Regions from separate parts of the Mus musculus genome. Here regions 1 and 3 are each linked to region 2. The links are chromatin contacts, called in public Hi-C and promoter capture Hi-C maps. All regions are on one chromosome and are shown on one strand. Each heading gives the region's core, a stretch centred on a gene start, on an enhancer-like site or on the middle of the called end of the contact. The rest is flanking DNA. Distances are from core to core; before and after follow the strand shown. Region 1 has its middle 260 kb from the start of Gm36251. Region 2 has its middle 68 kb from the start of Gm24957. Region 3 has its middle 300 kb from the start of Gm36251.

Region 1 (2,746 bases), core at 77-2,576, 410 kb after region 2:
AGAGACCTGAATCATTCTATGAGATGAAGCTTGGTATTCACAACTGTACCAGTATTTATATTCCCTGAAATTCCTGCATCCATCTGGGAAATCACCACTGTGTGTCTTAGAGACCAGGAGGAAGCAAATATTTTGGTCTCTTCTCTGGTTCCTGAGTGAAACCAAATGCTATGTACACAGAGCTTGCAGAGGCTCTACCAGGGACAGAAGGAGTATGGAGGGAATGTATGCCAGCCTGGGTACTTCTCTGGTTCTGTTTGCTCATCTCAATACCAGTTTGTCTCCATCACTCTCTCCTACCAAACTGTTGGGTTCCAATGTATTCAACACATAGCTTGTCATCTACAGATGTTCTTCATTTACATAAACACTGTTGGTTTTCCATCTCCATCTGTATCTTGCTGTTTGTTTGTGCATAGCCATTTTCTTTTTCAAAATGTTGATACACTGCTAAATGAACAGCTAATATCTTGCTGCTAAATGTGAGTCAACCTTATTTTTCTTAATCAGTACCATAGAAATGAGCCCCTACATCTACTGTCAAAACACTGTATAGATCTACCTAGCCCTCCCTTCAGGTTATTTGTCTGAATATCACAGAGATATACACTCAGGACCAAAAGGCTAAGGCTATGGGATATACGTCCAGAGATGAGCCAATACAAGGGAAGTGTTCCTAAGAATGATAGCACACTATACTACATGAGGGGCATCGAGGAGTCCCATATATCTCTAGGCCTTCTGGACTCCATGTTCTCCTCTAGTTTTACTTACTACATCATCTTGATAAGAAGATATGATCTGATAGCTTCCTCAAAAAGACATAGCAGAGATACAGGTTGAGAAAAAGACTTTCCAATTTTTGATTTAGCTATTACAATGTGATCGTGTGTGTGTGTGTGTGTGTGTGTGTGTGTGTGTGTGTGTGTGTGTAGAGAGAGGGGGGAGGGGGAGGGGGAGGGAGGGGGAGAATGCATTGCACAGTGCAGAGTACAACCCAATATAGTTAATTCTCTCCTTCTACAATGTGAGTCCTTGGGATTCCACCTGCTGAACTGAATCCACCAGGCATCAAGCTTAGCTAAGATATCTTCTCAGCGAGCCCCGGAGATTCCGACGTCCCCACATGCCCAGTGCTAGATCATGAACCAGCACCACCATGCCAAGCTTACTGATGTGGATTCTGGAGATTCAGCTCAGGTCTCCATGCCTGCAAGAGGCTCTTGGAGCCCCCATCCCTAATATGTGTGATGCATATGCTGTAAGCCCATGTTTTCAGGCTGTCTGCTCCTAGCATTCCATTGTTGACTTAGCCTCCAGCTTTTGCAGGGCTGTCCAATCAGTTTCCCATCTGCCTCTCTCCAGCTTCCTGAATTTTACAGCTCTCATCTCCTCCCACACACTTGTCACACTCAACTGTTTTTAGTTTGCTGTTTCTCTTTGCTATCGTTTTGGTGAGGTTACAGGAAAGTAAAGAAATAAATGCCCAGGTAAATCCACTTCTACCATCCTGCAAAAGAAGAAAGTAAGTTGCTGTTGCAGCTAACAGATTTAAAACTGCATTTTTAGATGCCATTCAAGGTCACTGCACCTGTCCCCTTTCTCCATAGACAGATGGATAGCTGGAGAACAGAAGGTGCCAAGGAACACATGTATTCTTTTCTCTGAAGAGACATTATCGTGTACCCCCCACCCTGCAAAAAATAAATAACAACAACAACAACTGCAATTACATTGTTTCCTAACTCCATTACTGAAGAATATGACCTTATTTGGAAACAGGGTAATTAAAGATATAATTAGTTGAAATGAGGTTATAGACAGGAGAGAAGCAAGCTGAGATTTGCCAGACCTCTGTCACTATAAACATGGAGTGGGACATGGAACAGACTCTCCCACCCTCTGGAAGGAAAGAGTCCAACTGACATCTTAATTTCAGACTTTGAGTCTCCAGGACTAAGAGACAACGCATGCCTGTTGTCTTAACTACTCAGCTGCCAATGTTCATGTCAACAGCTCTGAGAAACTAACGTACATTTTGGTGTCTGCTTGTAGCTGATGCTATCATGTCACAATGCCTGAGTTACATTGAGCACGTTTTCTTAGAGACTTGAAATTGTGAGTAATGGACTTATGCACTTATTTGAACTGGTTTCCAAGAAATGAGTGTGCAAAGCTGCTGGGTACCGCCTTTCTGCTCACAGAACAACGTGGAAAGAGAGGGATGCTCTGAAGAAGAGATGCTGAACAAAGAACAAATGGTACTGGATGACACGGAAGGTCTGCAGCCTCGTTAGGCAGCAAGTTCTAGAAGCAGGCTGAGGTTTATCCTGACATCCACCTCTAAAACACTGCAAAGGGCTCAGACCATAACATCACTGACCCAGGGCAAAGGGGAGTAGTCACTGAAGACAAATCTCAGGGAGAAAGCATCCTACAAATGCTGGCAGCCTTTGTCATCACTGAGTTGCAAGCTCTCTTAGACCAAAAAGGCCTTTGCTCCTCTGATGTTTCCCCTTAGAGTGCAATGTATATCCCATAGTTGTTCATCTGAACTTGAATCGGGTATCTTGTTTTCTGAATTTCTCACATTGACATGAGAGCAATTTTGCCCAAGAATGCCAAATTTCCTGGGTGCAGCTACATCTCAATTAAATTTTAAGACAATACTTTGGGCTCCCAGAGTTAATTATTATATTGATAGAATCTGGAAAAGAGTTGGAGGCTGTTGAGACAATAGGGTGAA
Region 2 (2,701 bases), core at 166-2,665:
CTTTAAAGTTGTTCTTCTTCATATGTGTGACACATACACACACACACACACACACACACACACACTACTACTACTACTACTAAATAATAGTAATAATAATAATAATAATAAAGAATTAAAACTTCAAAAGTTGGGGCCACTACATTTTAGAGTTATTTGTTACATTTCCAGAGAAAAGTTGAACTCAGCATGTTCTTTATCAAGAGACACTTTTGAATGGAAACAACAAAAACTTCCACAGCCCACACTGACTCCTTTATATCAGCAGTCCTTCATTTTTTCCCCAGTGGGTTGTTGACCTCCTATCATTTTCTAAGAATTACCCAGAGTGCTGGGGATATCATCACACTCTCTTCTGAGTCTCTGGAGGAAGAGAACTTGTGCTCAAGCTGGAGGCTTGTCAGGCACATACACACATAGATAAATTATACTCATATATAGACACACATGCTCCAAACACACACACACACACACACACACACACACACACACACACACACACATCTCCACATCCACAGAGACACACCAATATACACATCAGATCCATATGTATGTATACTTGCACACATGCGTATGAAGATATGTTCATGCAAGGAACACACACACAGACACACACTGCACATACAAAGACACATACCAGGAACATAGCCCACACACTGAGGTTCATTTATAGATAAACATTCACAGACATGCAGAGACACAAGAATATGAGTAAATAATACAGACACATGCCACATAGACATCGATAATGAGAGGTGAAAACAGGGAAAAACAGAAATATGTGGACATCGAATGTGACATGTGAATATGCAAGGTCGCCTTGCACTTTCAAATATCCAAATGAGACAGTTTAAAATCTTAATTGCCATTTATAAAGATCCTTATATGGAAGTACACAAGACACACATACACACACACACAGGCACAAAATCTTGCCTTCTTAAATGTGTATTGAATGCAGAACATCATGTATTTGTGAGTTAAAATGAAGCCACTCATCATGAGTCAATAGTAGTATCAACAATATTCACAATGAAGGAAATTTTCCTTTTATTAGAACAAGTACGATCAAGACAAAACCGTGGCCCTCTGGAATGAAATTGAACTACTGAGATTCGGACTCTGGATTCAATGCCTCTGGAGCTGGCATTGACCTTTGAGCTCAATGAACTCAGTCCCTCACTTCATAGCAAAAGCTGTCAAATTCCTCCAGGCCAGGAACCAGATGGGTCCTGCTCAGAGCACTGGTGTGCAGTGAGCTAAACTCTAAGGTCAGCTGAGGTCGCGAGCACCCCAGAGGGATCCTGGCATGAATTTCCGTCCCTCTCTTCCATGCTGGCACGGGTTCTGGTGTCCATATGTCTGCGCATACATAGAAGCTGAGGCAGAGAAACTCGTGAGGATTGCCAAGGCCCCAGAATACTGAAAACAGTTGCTATATCCTGTTGCCATGACAACCCACTCAGGAAAGAAACTAGGTGCCAGACTTAGATTTTTTGTTGTTGTTGTTTCTTTCTTTTTGAGTCCTAGAGGAGGATCAAGATGAGTTGATAACTCTTTTATTGCTACCTTGGGGCAGAGAGAAAGGTCTGTCCTGCCCTGTGTGGCATCTGAGCCAGCCTGTTACTCCAGGGATAAATAGGAATGCAGCTCTGGCTAATTTTATATCTCTCAGAGACAGAGATCTCTGGTAACAACGCTTCACAGAAAATAACAGCCTCCTAGAAGGTAACATGTCTATGAAAACCTGAGAATTCTTTGGCCCAGCTTCCTTAGCATGCCTAAAACTCTCTTCTCCATCTCCTCAGACTTGGTTTTAACTAAATCATTGTTCCTTCTTGCAAAGAAACCTATTCCTACAGATCCAACAAGAGTGTCTTGGGAGATGCAGAGCCAGGTCATCATAGAAAGCAAGTAAGAAGGTCTGGTGAGTGTGAGCAACCTTGGGGGATGTGGAGACCTTCCAAGTGCCAGTCTCTTCCAACATACACCACTTGCCTTCCTATAGGAAGTAACTGTCCACATTTGTAATGTTTAAGTTCAAGTTGCAGAGCTGATATCTACACAAAACTGTAAAATAACTGTCACACTCTTGTCTTGTAAACCCTACAGAGAAAATAAGTGGGTCCCATAAGACTAAAACAGGGCTTCCTCCAAAGCATAAGGTTTTGAGATCCCAGTGTTAGCAGTGGACTGCTGCCTTAACAGTTGTCCCAGAAGGCCCCTCTAACAATAAAGGATATCACCACTGATACCAGTTGCTTTTTAGAACTGATGGAAAGAACCTACTGCTGAAGACAAAGTAGTGCAGGACTTTAAATAAGATGAGGAAAGAGTTGGGAGAGTCTCCTCCCTGCAGGCTAGCTCATGTAGTCCCACAAAGTTCTACTAAGGTTGCTAGGGATGCTTATGAGTCAAAGTACCATTCAACTGTGGCCTCTGCATGTTTCACAATGGCAGTGCCAAGCAAGATGCGTCAGTTAGCACTATAGTGCCATAAGTGCTGTGGATAACGTCAGCTTTCTGATTAAACTTAAGGCCTAGAGCACAGGGGAATATTCACCACTGAAAACAAGAGCTTACACAAACCAACCTGGGGCTCATTGTTAGATTTAGGTTGCCTGGCCAAGAAGCTCCAAAGATCCATTTGTCTCTGTCTCCCCAGAATGGGTATTGCATATGTGAGCTGCCAGCCTAGCTT
Region 3 (2,907 bases), core at 110-2,609, 370 kb after region 2:
TTGAAATATCATTTCTCTTGGTTCTTTGGTCTGTTCTTATTCATTAACCAGAATTTAACTTAGTCCTGGCACAACTCAATAGATATATTTCATCACATCTCAATATAGTTCATTATTCCTTCACTTTACTCCCTTAATATTTTGTATTAGAAGTTTACACACACACACAAGCATGCATGTCTGTTTATTCCTTATTGGTGTTGAGTTCTTGATAAAAGAAACAGACCCTTCATTTCTTCCTATATCCAGTGCCAATCCTGAACCAGCATTCCTCTCATAAACACTCATTCGGATGGAATTAGCGCATTTAGTTTTATATCTCTAGGCTCTGCTCCAAACACAATTGTATTAGGTTTGAAGCTTTCCTGCGCTGTCCTTGATTGTATATGTACTTGACTGAACTTGATTGTTCATAAAGTACGTGGTCATGTTATGCTTCTACCCTAGAGAATCTGAATAGTAATAATTATTTCATAGGAGGATCATAAAAACCAAATGAGTTGAGTAGTAGCAGGTACTTGACACAGTTCCTGACATGTTAAAAAAATGTGAATGTGTGTTAGCAGTCCCAATGCCACTGCCACATTATTATCAGTTTTAGCTATGCACACATTAGGTTGCATAGCCACCTGTGCACACATTAGGGAGTATGTATGGAGCTCTGACGACAATGTGTTGTCTCTTGATATGTCTATCACCATTACTGAACATAGTATAGCCTCAAGGGAAATCACTCTGCCAATTCATATGGATTTCCTTGGCCATCAGTGACTGAATATCTATTGCTCCACTAATATTTGTCAAATGAATGGTAAGATGAATGAAAACTGTACATAATAAGGCACTGAGAGACTAAGAGAATATTAAGTCTTTTTAGTGATTTCTGAAGGAGTATGAAGGGATGTCAGTTAGGACTGGGTTCTGCCATTTTTATTCTTAAAATAGAAAGACCAGGATCATAGTGCTTTAAAAAAAAAAAACAAAATAATATCCATTTTTCCCTCACTGATTCTTCTTTAGACTCCCAAGACTCAAATAGCACATTCTGCCAACTACCTTATCTTTCACAAGTCAGAGGCCACTGTTATGGTTAACTTCAGGCTCACAATCCTCGTTCTCGGGTGGGGGGGGGGAGATAACAGGGCACGTGATTACCGGCAGCTCTAACCCCACACCTCACTCAGAGGATCCCAATGATTATAGATGAGAAGGTAATGCCAACTAAGTCCTGGCAGTGACTCTCAGCGACTCTCCTTTCTGCTCTTATGTGACAAGTGGCTCCCAGACAGACAGTCAGGTGGACCCAGGATGCCCTTCATGCTGTCAAGAAGCAGCAGCCTCCTGCTGGTTAACAGCTGAAGCCTCGCCATCTCATTCAGAATACCATTCCTTCGACCCAGAGCTGGGACTCTTTGAGATCCTCACTCCTGCTGTGAAGAAGGCTGTTACCAGATGACAGAGCTCTGCTGTGGTCCAGGTATCTGGTCGTGATGGAGTTCTGTCTGTGAGGAGCATCTGCCTCCATCCTGCCAGAAACCAGACACCCCTTAACGAATGCAAGAAAGAAGCCCAAAGTCAGCTGTAGGTCTAGTTGACACCTATTCTCCCTTCATCCAGTATTTCTTAAATTTAACATTAGGACCATCCTGTCAAAATGCAGGTTCCAGATGAAAAGCTCAGGGGTTAAGCCTGAGATATGCATCTGTAACAGTTCTTAGATGCTGCTGCAGCCTCTGGCCTAAAGAAGGCACCAAGAAGCAAGGATTTAAAAAAAAAAAAATCACATCTTAAATGTCCACTGACTCTCGGGTTTCCGCTCTCATGACTCTTATCCATCATTTCCTAAGTGAAGCTAACATGTTTTTCTGACCTTCCAATGACCTTAATGTCTGAAAAAGGGATAACTCCTGAACACAATACTTGTGATACTCAGTGATTTTAAAATACAAACACCTTAAGTTAAGTTTAAAGAAAAGGAAAACCTTAGGAACCAATTATTCAATTTACGTAATAATTATCAAGGCAATGGGCTATTCAGTTCTGCTGTGATTCTGAGGTGTGAAATGGTCCTCCACAGGCTCATGCTTTTAACCACATGATGCCCAGGCTGTGGAGGTGTGGGGGAGGGTGTGAAATCTGGAGAATGTAAGGCTTACTGGAAGAAGTGAGCAACAGGAATGGAGCTTAGGGTTTTAGTGCTTACAGTGACTTCCTGATTGTTCTCTGTTTCTTAACTGCAGACACAATTTTAGCAGCCTCCTTCTCTGCAAGTATGGCTTTCAATTCACCTTGTAGGCCAGGATGGCCTTGTGTTCACAGACATGTACAAGTCTGTGTTTCTTCAGTGCTGGCATCAAACCATGAGCTTATACTGGGATCAAACATTTGGCTTATACTGATATCCCATGCAGTGCCAAAGCTTCTAGAAATAGAGTATATAGGTCAAAAGATGGTAAATGCCTCAAAATCAAATTTATTTTAATTTAAGTCGCCAATTAATTATTGACTATTCCAAGATGAACAGGCAACATATTTTTTTTTCCTTCAAGGATTTCACAATATCACAAGATGAATGAAAACTTGTGAGAACAGAAAGAAAAGAAGACACATCTCAGAATGTTCTGGAACATAGTGAGGAGACTATGCTGAGAGGTACTGAACAGAAAAGAAAAGAAGAAGGGCATCCCTTTTGTCTCTCCCAGTGTGAGACAAGTAATAGCAGCAATGTCACCTGGTTCACTTCCATGAACTTCAGAGCTTGGCAAGGTAATCACTACCTTAACATAACAGAGTTTAGGGTCTTAACTCTTTAAGTGTGGATTCTGGATCACCAGGGTCAGAGTTACCTAAGACCTGAACTTGAATCTATATTCTTACAATGTCTCCAAGCACTGCACAGTGCGCTCC

Evidence for each region. Promoter capture Hi-C pulls out the DNA fragments that hold promoters and counts their contacts. Hi-C and Micro-C count contacts between places; a contact is called where the count stands out from the background.
Region 1: a contact with region 2 is called in a promoter capture Hi-C map of hippocampal neurons, with 6 times the contacts expected there. The contact joins two enhancer-like sites. A contact is called at or near these places in 1 of 39 promoter capture datasets (hippocampal neurons), 1 of 484 Hi-C or Micro-C datasets (the N1E-115 cell line) and 1 of 115 datasets of contacts at active chromatin or transcription factors (bone marrow-derived dendritic cells).
Region 3: a Hi-C map of cerebellar granule neurons shows a contact between it and region 2, with 2.4 times the contacts expected there. The contact joins two enhancer-like sites. A contact is called at or near these places in 6 of 484 Hi-C or Micro-C datasets (cerebellar granule neurons, cerebellum, cerebral cortex and 1 more).

Annotation. Positions count from the first base shown.
Region 1 is chr9:112,863,800-112,866,545 of GRCm38.p6, forward strand. No RefSeq gene overlaps it. Among named protein-coding and RNA genes, the nearest start is that of Gm36251, 260 kb to the right of the region's middle. Within about 2 kb of position 1,327, at least 9 of the 459 cell types and tissues checked have an H3K27ac peak or open chromatin away from gene starts, as enhancers often do. A contact at or near this core is called in hippocampal neurons, where this site is marked.
Region 2 is chr9:112,453,581-112,456,281 of GRCm38.p6, forward strand. No RefSeq gene overlaps it. Among named protein-coding and RNA genes, the nearest start is that of Gm24957, 68 kb to the right of the region's middle. Within about 2 kb of position 1,416, at least 32 of the 459 cell types and tissues checked have an H3K27ac peak or open chromatin away from gene starts, as enhancers often do. A contact at or near this core is called in cerebellar granule neurons, cerebellum and hippocampal neurons, where this site is marked.
Region 3 is chr9:112,825,407-112,828,313 of GRCm38.p6, forward strand. No RefSeq gene overlaps it. Among named protein-coding and RNA genes, the nearest start is that of Gm36251, 300 kb to the right of the region's middle. Within about 2 kb of position 1,360, at least 7 of the 459 cell types and tissues checked have an H3K27ac peak or open chromatin away from gene starts, as enhancers often do. A contact at or near this core is called in cerebellar granule neurons and cerebellum, where this site is marked.